Regions from separate parts of the Gossypium hirsutum genome. Here regions 2 and 3 are each linked to region 1. The links are chromatin contacts, called in public Hi-C maps. All regions are on one chromosome and are shown on one strand. Each heading gives the region's core, a stretch centred on a gene start, on an enhancer-like site or on the middle of the called end of the contact. The rest is flanking DNA. Distances are from core to core; before and after follow the strand shown. Region 1 holds the start of LOC107949559 (CTP synthase). Region 2 has its middle 7.3 kb from the start of LOC107949578. Region 3 has its middle 19 kb from the start of LOC107949571.

Region 1 (3,732 bases), core at 547-3,046:
GGCCGACACATTCCTTATGAATCCAGGTTCCTATAGCACAACTTTCTGGTCTGTGACTACATGTGGATCTGAAAGGTCACCATATATGTGTCAATCTAAATAAGCACTGGACACCACATGACAAGGCTAATTATCAAGTTGGAACAAAATGATTGATAAACAAACAAAGCGACAAAGTATTATTACATTCCTAAATAAACAGAAAATACTGCAGACTTACCAACTGAAAAGGACAACTGTCGTAAAGCCTCAATGAATGGCATTGATTCAATGTCACCTGAAGAAACACCCCCATACAAATAAAAAAGAATAAAGCATTTCTCACCCCACAAAAAGAAAAGCAAGAAAGAAAGAATAAAAAAAAAGGGGAATTCTTGACACGTCAAGCTTCTTTTTTTAGCATAATTCATACCAACAGTGCCTCCCAACTCTATCACACAGACATCAGCAGGACCCTCTTTTCCATCCACAGGAATAAGAGCAACTGCCTCGATCCTATCCTTAATAGCATCTGTGATGTGTGGAACAACCTGGGATCCACACAAAAGTGAAAAGGACATGAACTTATTGTTATTTGTTACTTTCTTCATGCATACAAAAGTAGATAGATGATCGGTAATAACAAAAGTCACCTGAACGGTCTTTCCGAGATAATCACCTTTTCGTTCCTTATCAAGGACAGACTGGTACGAAATGCAACAGATTATTAATTTTCACCCACTAATATAACTCCAGTGAAGACTGAACAAATATATTAGCATCTACCCTGAATAAACAGAAATACCTGATAAATCTTTCCAGTAGTAACGTTGTTGTCTTTAGTAAGGGTGACATCTAGGAAACGCTCATAATTACCCAAATCCAAATCGACCTTTTAAAACATTAACATAAACCAATTTAGTCAATATTATACTGCAGTGAGGTCACTTTTTTCTCTTTTTTTGGCAAATACTATAAGTACAAAATACTTCATGCTAGAGACAAAAGAAAGGGGATAGCAAAACCTCTCCACCATCATCAAGAACAAAAACCTCCCCATGTTCAAAAGGCGACATGGTTCCAGCATCCGTGTTGAGATAAGGATCTGCAAGATACAAAGATGAAGGTTAACGAACAGATTAAAGTAAGCATAATCAGGAGGGTTCTCAAATTAAAAATATAAAATAAACCCAGAAAGAAAAAGTTAAGGAACCATAGAGCAAGCAATAGCAATAATAAACAGTGAAAAAGAGTGCAGAATATATAAAAGCTTCCCAAACAAATGCACTAAAAATGTGAACTGTTGGTCGAGAAAAACAAAACCCAGAAACAAGCCCAGAAGCCTGAACCCATACAAAAAATTAAATAAATAACCGAAAATAAGAGAAAAAAAGATTATGGAAAAAAAGGGATTGTAAGGAGGAAAGAAACCAATTTTAATGGAAGTAACACGAAGGCCACAGGCTTGAAGACCAACGCCTATGCTACTGGCGGTGACGCCCTTGCCAAGTCCACTTACGACTCCTCCAGTAATCAAAACGTACTTCATTTCAGTTTTCTTTGAAGAAACAGTGGATTAAGGTGATGGTGAATTGTATTGCAGGCAAAGTGTTTGATTGTTTGAAGATGAAGAAGAAGAAGCGTAAACGACCTTTACTGGAAGTCGCTTTCCAGGTTTTTCAGCCTTTTAAATAAACAAATGGGTCTTTGAAAGCATGAATAACCGAAACCTTTTTAGGGTACCGCACTGCTTTAGTACAAGGTTGGTTTTGGATATACAGTGAATTTCACCAGCTGACATTGAAATTTTTCTCATTAAAATTCTATTACGGGGTATGTCTATACAAACTACATTTATCCAACATACCTATCTACTTAAAATTAACATAATGAAATTTTACTTTAAAAATTATTAAAAAAATAGATCCTTAAAATATTTTCAAATAATATGATTTATCTTAATTACAGAAGAAATTTTTTATAATTTTTTAATCGAATTGATATTTGATTAACCTGTGACACCAACTCAATCAGAAATTTTATTAATACTATAGATAAATGACATTTTTATTAATAATATAAATATAATTGTGATACGTGATATTTAGAATTCATATGTGTACATAAAAATAATATACAAATGTAATTTAGTTGTGTATTTTAAAATAAAATACAAATATAAGATTTCATTGATACAGATGATATGGACTCAAAATTCATCATATATAAATTTTTTTATTAATTTTATTAAAAATATAGAAAGACAAAAGTACCATTGTTCTAATATAAATTGTTTATATTTATAATGGTATTTTCGTTATTTCCTTAATCGAGTTGGTGATTAATTAACCTGTGACACTAACTCAATCAGGAATAAATATAAATATGCAAATAATGTGGTTGGATTTCAAGTTTCATCATGTACAATTTTTTTATTGGTTTTATTAAACATATAAAAAAACAAAAATACTCTCACAATAATATAATTTATTTATACATAGAAGGATATTTTTATATTTTTTAATCAAATCGGAAGTCGGTTGACATATTATTTAATATATCTTTTTAAATATTTTTTTGAAAGACTAACTATTTTAATTAATATGTAATTATCTTATTTTTACTATTTTTAAATGATTAACTAATGAGTTATTATGACCATCAATTGAATTTTATTTCGATACCATCAATTGAATTTTATTTCGATTGGAAAATGATTAAAAGTCTATTTTTTTTACAAAATAAATTATATTATTACGAAAATGTTGTTAAATTATATTTTTATATAAAATTAATAAAAAATTAAACGAAATTTGAACTTAACATCTCATAGTATTTATACATTTAACTTTTTTTTATTTCAATTAAAACTTCATTTAGTTATTACATAAACTTTTGATGAATATAATTTTTATTTTCTTTCATCTATATCAAGAATCTGACATAATCTAATTATAAATAAAATAAATTTTTAAAAACCTTTAAATTGGCATAAATAAAAAGTAATTAAGAAATTGCACATTGGTTATAATATATTAAATTATTAAGCAATAAAATGATAAAGTTTTCTGCAAAAGTTTAAATTTAAAAAAAATATATGAAAAAGGATACAATCTAATTATAATTTATAATATATATATATAAAAGTATGAATTTAATCGATTGAGTTTTACCTCAGTTGATATTAACATTATTATTAATGTAAGGAAATATAAATTTAAACACATTAAAACACATCATTTATCCCCTATTTAAAAATTACAAATAAATTACAAATAAATTTAAACATTAAAACACATTATTTATCTCCTATTTAAACATATCATGATTACTTTGTCGTACTTTGTGGAAGTCAATTAAACTAAACGGTTGAAAACAAAGGAAAAAAAAGAAGAAAAAGAATGAAACAAAGATTGACTATGACGCAGGAATGGAAAAAAAATAAATTTATTAAATGCTAAAGGAAAGGTGTGTGTTCAATTGGTCGTAGGCACCGGTTATTTATACACACTTTTAGTGTTAAAATTTAATTAGATTTTTTCTAAATATAATCACTAAATAGTTTTAAATATTATCACGAATTTAAAAATCAAATTTAAAATAGAATTTAAGCTAGTTATAAAGCAATAATATCAAAAATCTTTTAATTTTTATCTAGTCACTTTTTAAAAAAAGTCTTCAACCCTTCCATCTTTATTCAGCCATCTTTGAATTTTCAATCCTTCAATCAAGATCTCATCTTTACTTTTTATT
Region 2 (3,732 bases), core at 913-3,412, 170 kb before region 1:
AAAAAAATTTTCTCTTTCATCTTTTCTTCCAAAGGCCGTATGTAGGAAAAAAAAAACCCTTACCAACGTTCAAGCTTTAGTCCTTGATTTGGTAAGCTTATAATTTTTATGTTTTTGGGTCTTGAAAGTTCTTGAAAGTTTGATTTAGTTAGCCCGTATATCAATTTGCGAAATTGTTAAAGTTTAAAAAAAGTTGTCATTGTTGAATCTTGAAACTTCTTTGTATTAAATTGATAGATTTTGAGCTTAGATTTAAAAAAAAAAAGGAGACTAGTTTGTAAAGTGGAAATTATTAAATTTGAACTTAGGGACTAAAATGTGAATATTTTGAAATTAGCATGAAATTACTGTAATTTATTATAATACAAGACTGTAGAAGGATGAATGTCACATCCTGAGTTTGGCGGATCTGAGTTTAAGGCGTAAAGCTGTAAAGTTATTTGATTAGCGTAGTATAATCTGCCACTTACAATTTTCTGGCGTATTGGAATGTGACGTATAGTAACTACTATAGAAGTGTTTGGTGATTAAAGATTTTATGTTTTTCTTATTTTTTATTTTAAATATTTTAAATATACATACAAAAATATATAATATTAAAATTTACACTCATGATATGTATTGAAAAATAAATATTACACATATAAAAATTATATTTACTAAAACTAATGATATTTGTAATAATTATTTGATTTTATGAATAAAAAATATATTAATTAAAAAGATGAATTCAAAATATAAAATTGAAAATTGAAAATAATATATTTATTAATTAAAAATAATTACAAATATGTTTAGAAGATGAGAAATTGAACTTACAAGAGCTAATATGTTAAAAACATTAATTAAAAATAATCAAAAGCTTAAAAAAATGAAATAAAAAATACAAATGTGAGTGGGAAAAGAAAAGAATCGAACTATTAACATTTAAACATCTAACCAAAAATATTAATTATATTTAAAAAGTAAAAAAATGTTATTTAAACAGAAAGTGTGTCGGGTTGGGTGCACTTTCCTGCCACCTATACATAAAGGGCTCAGCTAAACAGGCTTTCACACATTCTCGTTAAAATCGATCTATTTCTCTAAAATTTCAAAAATACGACCTATTTGGCTAATAAACTTTCTTGTGGGGGGCATAAATGGTTAATTTAGCCAACACCCCCATGTCTGACCCGAACATCGGATCAAAACACCGAAATGTTACATTCTCTACTACATTCTTCACTTATCAAATATTTTCTTATAAACTTTCATAACTTTTCAATTTAGTCCATTTTTACCATAAGAATTTATTATTCACTAATTAATCATATTAAACCAATTTTCTTTCTTATTACACTTTAATCACATAATTTATCTCAATATCTTATTTCACATATCAAATTTCTATGTATTCTACTTCTATTATTTCACCCCCATATTTTCTCAAGTTTAACAATTTAGTCATTGTTATCATAAAAATTTCATATTTTTCCACAACTCATTTTTACAATACTTTATGCATATTTCATCATCTCATAACACATTCAATAAGCTTTAATCATAATTTCCATATTCACATATTGAATTGTTTCACACTTAAATTTTTTTTACAATTTTCAATTTAGTCCTTATTTCGATGGAATTTATTTTTCACCATATAAGCACTTTAATCAAATAATTCATTATATTATTTCACATGACAATTTTTCATGCATATCGCTTTACTTGTTTCAATTATAAATTTTATAAAGTTTACAATTTAATCCTTAACATCATGAAGATTCATTATTTACTATAATTTCACCTTAACATTACTTTGTAATCAATTTACTACTTCTTTTAAACTCTTTATCATAAATCTTAAATGCATGTTTGTTTCATTGAAAATAATTTTTATGAAATATTTTCAAAAAATCTGTCAAAATAACATAAAATATTTTCCATAAATTTATCTAAACAATAAATAATATTAATTTTTATAAAAAATTAAAATATTTTTCAAAATCTATTTTGAGTGAAACAATCAAACCTTTTGCCTAAGCTTGTAAAAGAACAATTGTAATTTTGGCTGTAACTAATCTATGAAAAATTATCAACGTTCTTATCCTTCAGAAGTGGGATAACTCCAAATCACGGATACTCCACTCCTCATGTCTATTATCTAATTCCAGCCGCCAAGCATTCGGAGCACTATCCAGGAAAACCTTACCCTTACACTTGCAGAAAACTCAGGTTCTTGCCCCTCTATTTTCCCATGTTCGAATCCAAGGTATACATTTTTCACTCAACTAAACCCATTCTCTCTCTTCTTCTCCTTTTTCTTTTATGGGTCGTTTTTATTTTTATTTTTTATTTCATGCCCAAATGTTTACATTGATTCATAATTCTTGCCTTTCAATTCTGATAATGCCTTGTCCTTTTAAGTTGTTCAAGAATGGGTATCCGTGCCAAGAGCAATTTGGATCGATCAAGGACGAAATGGACACCCGAGATGGACCGATATTTCATCGATCTCATGTTGGAGCAAAACAATGAACGTATTACGTTCTATGATTATGTTTTCAGCAAAACGGCATGGATGAACATGAATTCATCGTTCAACGAGAGGTTCAAGTTCGAATACGAGATGGATGTGCTGAAAAACCGGTACAAAGTACTGAGGAATCTGTACAAAGCTGTTAAGAATCTGTTGAATCAGAAGGGTTTTAACTGGGATTCGACTCGACAAATGGTGATCGCCGAGAACAAAATCTGGGATGAATATATCAAGGTTCAATGCTTTACTTATTTGATGATTTTGAGGGTTTTTTGCATTGCAGGATCTTACGGGTTTGCTTATTTACAGGTAAACCCAGATGTACGTCCTTACAGAGTTAAAACTATTCCTTACTACGATGATCTGGGTATTATATATGGAGATAATTCAGCTAGGAAAACAGGTAATGATTCAATAATTGATACTACTAGGTCTTAAGTTTGGTGGTCCACTTTGAGTGTTGGGTTTGAAAATGAATATGTCCGGACTCTGGACTAGTTCGCATGAATTTGTTCTAAGTTTTTTCATGAATGATCTTTGTGTTTATTTATGGAGATAGGGTAATTTGGAAAAAGGGTTATAATTTTGTCCTTGACACGACTAACGCCGTGTCCGGTTTTGAACTTAGAGTGAGTTTCAGATACGGATATGCATTGACCTTTTATAAGTTTTTTCATTAATGATTTTTGTTTTCTGTATCGAGATAGGATAGTTGGTATAAAGGGTAAAAGTTCTATCCTTCATACTACTAATTCTTTGTCTAGGGCTTTGTTACCCGTACTCAGGGTTGAGTCTTGGATATGAATACGTATATAACACGAGTATGCTCTATTTTCTAAGCTTTTCCATATATGTGGAGGATCATATACCATATCTATATACAAATATTTGTCGGACACAGGCATTAAACATGGATATTTTAGGAACAGAAGCGTACAGGTAACATGAGTCTGGTGTATCTCATTGTTAGAAGGTTTTATATGTTGCTGATATAATATGATACCAGGCTTTAATTTGCCCAAGACATTATCACACTCGGGTGATGATATAACAGGATCAGCTGCTCAACCAGAATGTGGCAATAAAGGAACTGTGGAGGCTGTTCATGAAATTGGTGTGGGTGATGATTGTATCTCTTTGCCCCAAGAAGTGGAGGACACAACGGAGGTGACGCCAAATGCAACAACAAACCCACTGTTTAGTCATTCTAG
Region 3 (3,732 bases), core at 312-2,811, 150 kb before region 1:
TGGCTTCAACCCCATACGAGTATGATATCTTTCACCAGCATACTTTTGAAGACAACATCATCTCACAATCTCGTGATATTGCTTCCCAGTTCATCAATATTGAATTAACCATTGACTTTGATTTCATATCCGTCCACCATGATTTCTCAGCACACATCTCCACCATCACCAACCATACGTCCTTACGAGAAACCTTTCGTTTCGAGCTCGACATTCTGGAAAACTGCTACCTGTTTGACCAAGTTCTGTTTCCCACGTTTAGAAGACTCCGAATCAACACGGCCTCCCTTGCTTATCACAACTTCATTGATGATATTTTTGTACGTGGAATTCGTAGCATAGGATATCGGGAAGTCTTGCCCTTACGATCAGTGATACATGCTTCCGTTGTGGAAAACGATTATGTTCACAGTGACGGGGTTCGATGGGAAGAGCTTTGGCTGAATCGGTATTGGGGTTTGAAAGCAGTAACCATGGTATGGTTCCGGCTAAAGAGTCATTGGTTAAGGAGATGGTAAGGATGGTTAGAGTAGAAGATGGAGAAGAAGAAGATTGCATGATATGCTTGGAGGAGCTGGAGGTTGGGTTTTATGCTTCTCGGATGCCTTGTTCTCATACTTTTCATGGGGATTGCATCGAAAAGTGGCTGAAGCTGAGCCATTATTGTCCTCTTTGCCGGTTCGAGATGCCAACGAATTAGGCTTAGATATCAACTTTTCATTCCGTTTTTCTTAAAAAAACTTTTCGTTCTTTCATTTGTTTCTTACATAACTTTTTAAAATTGAAGCGAGTCTTGCATTATTAATAAATGGAATCATTATATCAATTAATTAATGAGGTAATGGTTCAATCGGAAAAAATGGAGGTACCGAGTATTTAGTATCCAAATTTAAGTGTAAAAATATATATATATATGAGTCTTCAAGTTGGACCATGTTCTTATTAATATTGTTAAGTGATAATTTCAATAGTTCATTTGTTAAATAAATAAATTTTATGTTAAAATTGAATCATTATAACAAATTAACTAATTTGTATTTTATGAAATCAAACAAATTAATAAAGAAAAATATGAGATGAACTAATACACAATATAAACACAATATGAAAAAAATAATTAAAATGTATTTTATGAAAAATGACATGAAAACACAGAAATAATACATTAAACAAAATAAAAATATGCAAAATTAAATCACTATGATAAAATATACAACATATATGAGATTAATTGACACATAGCATGAACCAAATGCAATCATAGATATATTTTTTTAAAGTTTATCACTAACAAATGCAAAAAAATGGAATAAATCGAGATATATGGAATTATTTAAGACGCACTTGCAATCGAAAATGAAAAATTAGATACAACACGAACTTAAAATAAAATAAATGATAAAAGCCAATACAAAAGGTCATTTGGAGGGAAGAGAAAACGTCAATTCTGGAGAATTAATGGATACCAATACCGAAAACGGGAACAATATTAATGAATGTCAGCAAACATTGGAATTGGTAATCAATGAGTCTAAGTCAGAGCATGTTTCCAAGGAATTGAAAAAGGGAACAGCAGTTGAAGCAGATAAAGGATTGGAAAAGGCTTTGAAGGATGTAAGGGATATGGGCCTGGATATTGTAAAGGATACTTTAGAAGACCCAAAAGCTGGAGGAGTTGCTAACGGTTCGAACTTGGGAGTAGGCTGTAGGAAAGTTGGAATTTCTAAATTAGTAGAAAATATAAGTCCAGTGGAAGGTATCATGAACAGTCAGGAAAATGAAACAGTTAGAGGTGAATTTCGGAAGTCAAACTTGGAATTAGAAGAAGAACTGAACCAGATAATTCTTCGCAGGAAAAAAAAAAGGTTTGAACAAGAAGATACGGTCAATGCATGAAATTCAAAACAGTTTCTTAACGTCCAAGGAGAGAAAGAAGAGAGACAGAGCCTTGAATAAGGAAAAAGGAAGGGAGTATCGTAAGGATAATGAGAGGGTTGTAAATTTATCCCTGTCAGATTCGGATTTAAGTAATAGAATGAGGGTGCTTCTTAGGGAAGCGAATAATACTTGGGCAATTGGAAAGAAATTGGGGTTTAGTGTGCAAGGTGATGAAGAAGATGTCATCAAAGAAATTATGAGAGCGGAGCTTCAGTAACATTGTTTTTGAAGCCTCTGCAAGACAGGTGATCTGGCTACAGAGGTAAAATCGGAAGTAGTAAAATCGTTCAGTATTTGGGGTGTGTTAAGGAAGGTGATTTAGGGGATATTTGGTTTTTATGTGCATCAAAGGAGGTTCAAGACTGTAAATTTTATGTAATGTCGATTGAATGGAGAGTATATCTGGTAAATGTAATGGATGATTGTACAGTAATTTGGAAGTTTCAGAGCTGTCAAGAAGAGTGTTAGGGATTGATTTGTCAACGCTGCTTTGGGATGTTTCATGGAATGGTAAGTGTTATCTTGTTGTGGGATTCATAAGAATTTTTTTGTTTGGCAAAATTATAAAGAGGAGATGTGTGAAAATTTAAAAGAAAAAGGGGTTTTAATGTTGTAAAGTGGGTTATTTTTATATGTATAATGCTTGATATGATGGTGTTTTTGTTTTGCTGGAGACTTTTTCGGTGATTTTGTCTGAATGGGTGGTGGATTGTCTTAGTTATTTCAAAGTTGAAGATCATTTTCCTTGGTCTTTTTTCTTGGATGTTTTATGTTCAATATTTGTGGATTTGCTGACGATGATTGAGGTGGAGTTGGCCGGTGATTTGTTGTGTGGGTGGAGGATCGATGTGGACTCGTGTATTGTTTAGGATATTTCTTCTTGGGTTGGTTTCAATTCAATATAGCAGGGGCTGATTGGAGTGTGTTTATGGCTTGTGGAGGAGGGTGGTGGGAAGTTAAGGGGAGGGTTTCGGTTTTTTTTTCTGGATGGTGGTACAGAGGAGGTCCTGGAAAGGACGATTCTAATGGCAATTATAATGGTTGCAGTGAAGTTTGATCTGATTCTGAAGGGGAGTTGTTTGTGATTTTTGAAGGATGCTGTGGCAAGAGGATGAGTGTCAATCTGATGTCACTTATCATGGTAAAATTGGAATAGCGGTTGACTTGGCTAATGCAGATTTAGAGCTTATTGTTAACTTTTTTTATTCTGTTGTTGCGTTCTATTTTGGCTTGTTTGGCTGTTGTTTTATCTTATTTGATCTGGTATGATATGGATACACAAACACAATCAAATCAACATAAACAGATTATTAATATATGAAACTTAAATAAAATTATAATTTTTAAATAAAAATATTTAAAAATTAAATAATTTCATTTTGGTATTCTTCATTTCCGTTTTTCAATCCACGTTCGGGGCTATCCTTCCCAACAATATTTTCTCCAAAGTTTGAACTCACGTTTTTGATTGATGGTGCATGGGTTTTATAAACTAGCGGTGCATCAAATATGCTCCCATAAATGATTATAGATTATAAGTGGAATGGACTCCGATTTCGACTAAGAATTGGAAACCTATGAGCCTCTGACTACAAATAATAATATTTCACGTGGTAGTTGATACCGTTTATTATAATCCACTTGTAGTTTTAGGAATTCGAGGATTACTTCGTACATACTCCATACTATGCTACGAATTGTCGATCCCTAAAACCATTAGAATCTTGTTAGCTTGGACGACAGAAATTTTTGGAACTACAGTTGAGCGATGAGGTTTCCTATTCTTACTCGAAT

Evidence for each region. A called contact is a pair of places that touch in the nucleus more often than the background predicts.
Region 2: a contact with region 1 is called in a Hi-C map of leaf, with 1.6 times the contacts expected there. The contact joins the enhancer-like site here to the promoter of LOC107949559 in region 1. A contact is called at or near these places in 4 of 34 Hi-C or Micro-C datasets (anther, leaf and seedling).
Region 3: a Hi-C map of leaf shows a contact between it and region 1, with 2.3 times the contacts expected there. The contact joins the enhancer-like site here to the promoter of LOC107949559 in region 1. A contact is called at or near these places in 14 of 34 Hi-C or Micro-C datasets (anther, fibers, hypocotyl and 3 more).

Annotation. Positions count from the first base shown.
Region 1 is chrA08:5,359,318-5,363,049 of Gossypium_hirsutum_v2.1, reverse strand. LOC107949559 (CTP synthase) reads right to left here and starts at 1,796. Exons shown (of 22, transcript XM_016884265.2): 1 at 1,411-1,796; 2 at 1,005-1,084; 3 at 785-871; 4 at 633-683; 5 at 413-530; 6 at 221-277. The coding sequence starts at 1,528.
Region 2 is chrA08:5,532,186-5,535,917 of Gossypium_hirsutum_v2.1, reverse strand. It overlaps the pseudogene LOC107949575. Among protein-coding and RNA genes, the nearest start is that of LOC107949578, 7.3 kb to the left of the region's middle. Within about 2 kb of position 2,162, at least 7 of the 9 cell types and tissues checked have an H3K27ac peak or open chromatin away from gene starts, as enhancers often do. A contact at or near this core is called in leaf, where this site is marked.
Region 3 is chrA08:5,505,825-5,509,556 of Gossypium_hirsutum_v2.1, reverse strand. No RefSeq gene overlaps it. Among protein-coding and RNA genes, the nearest start is that of LOC107949571, 19 kb to the right of the region's middle. Within about 2 kb of position 1,561, at least 4 of the 9 cell types and tissues checked have an H3K27ac peak or open chromatin away from gene starts, as enhancers often do. A contact at or near this core is called in fibers and leaf, where this site is marked.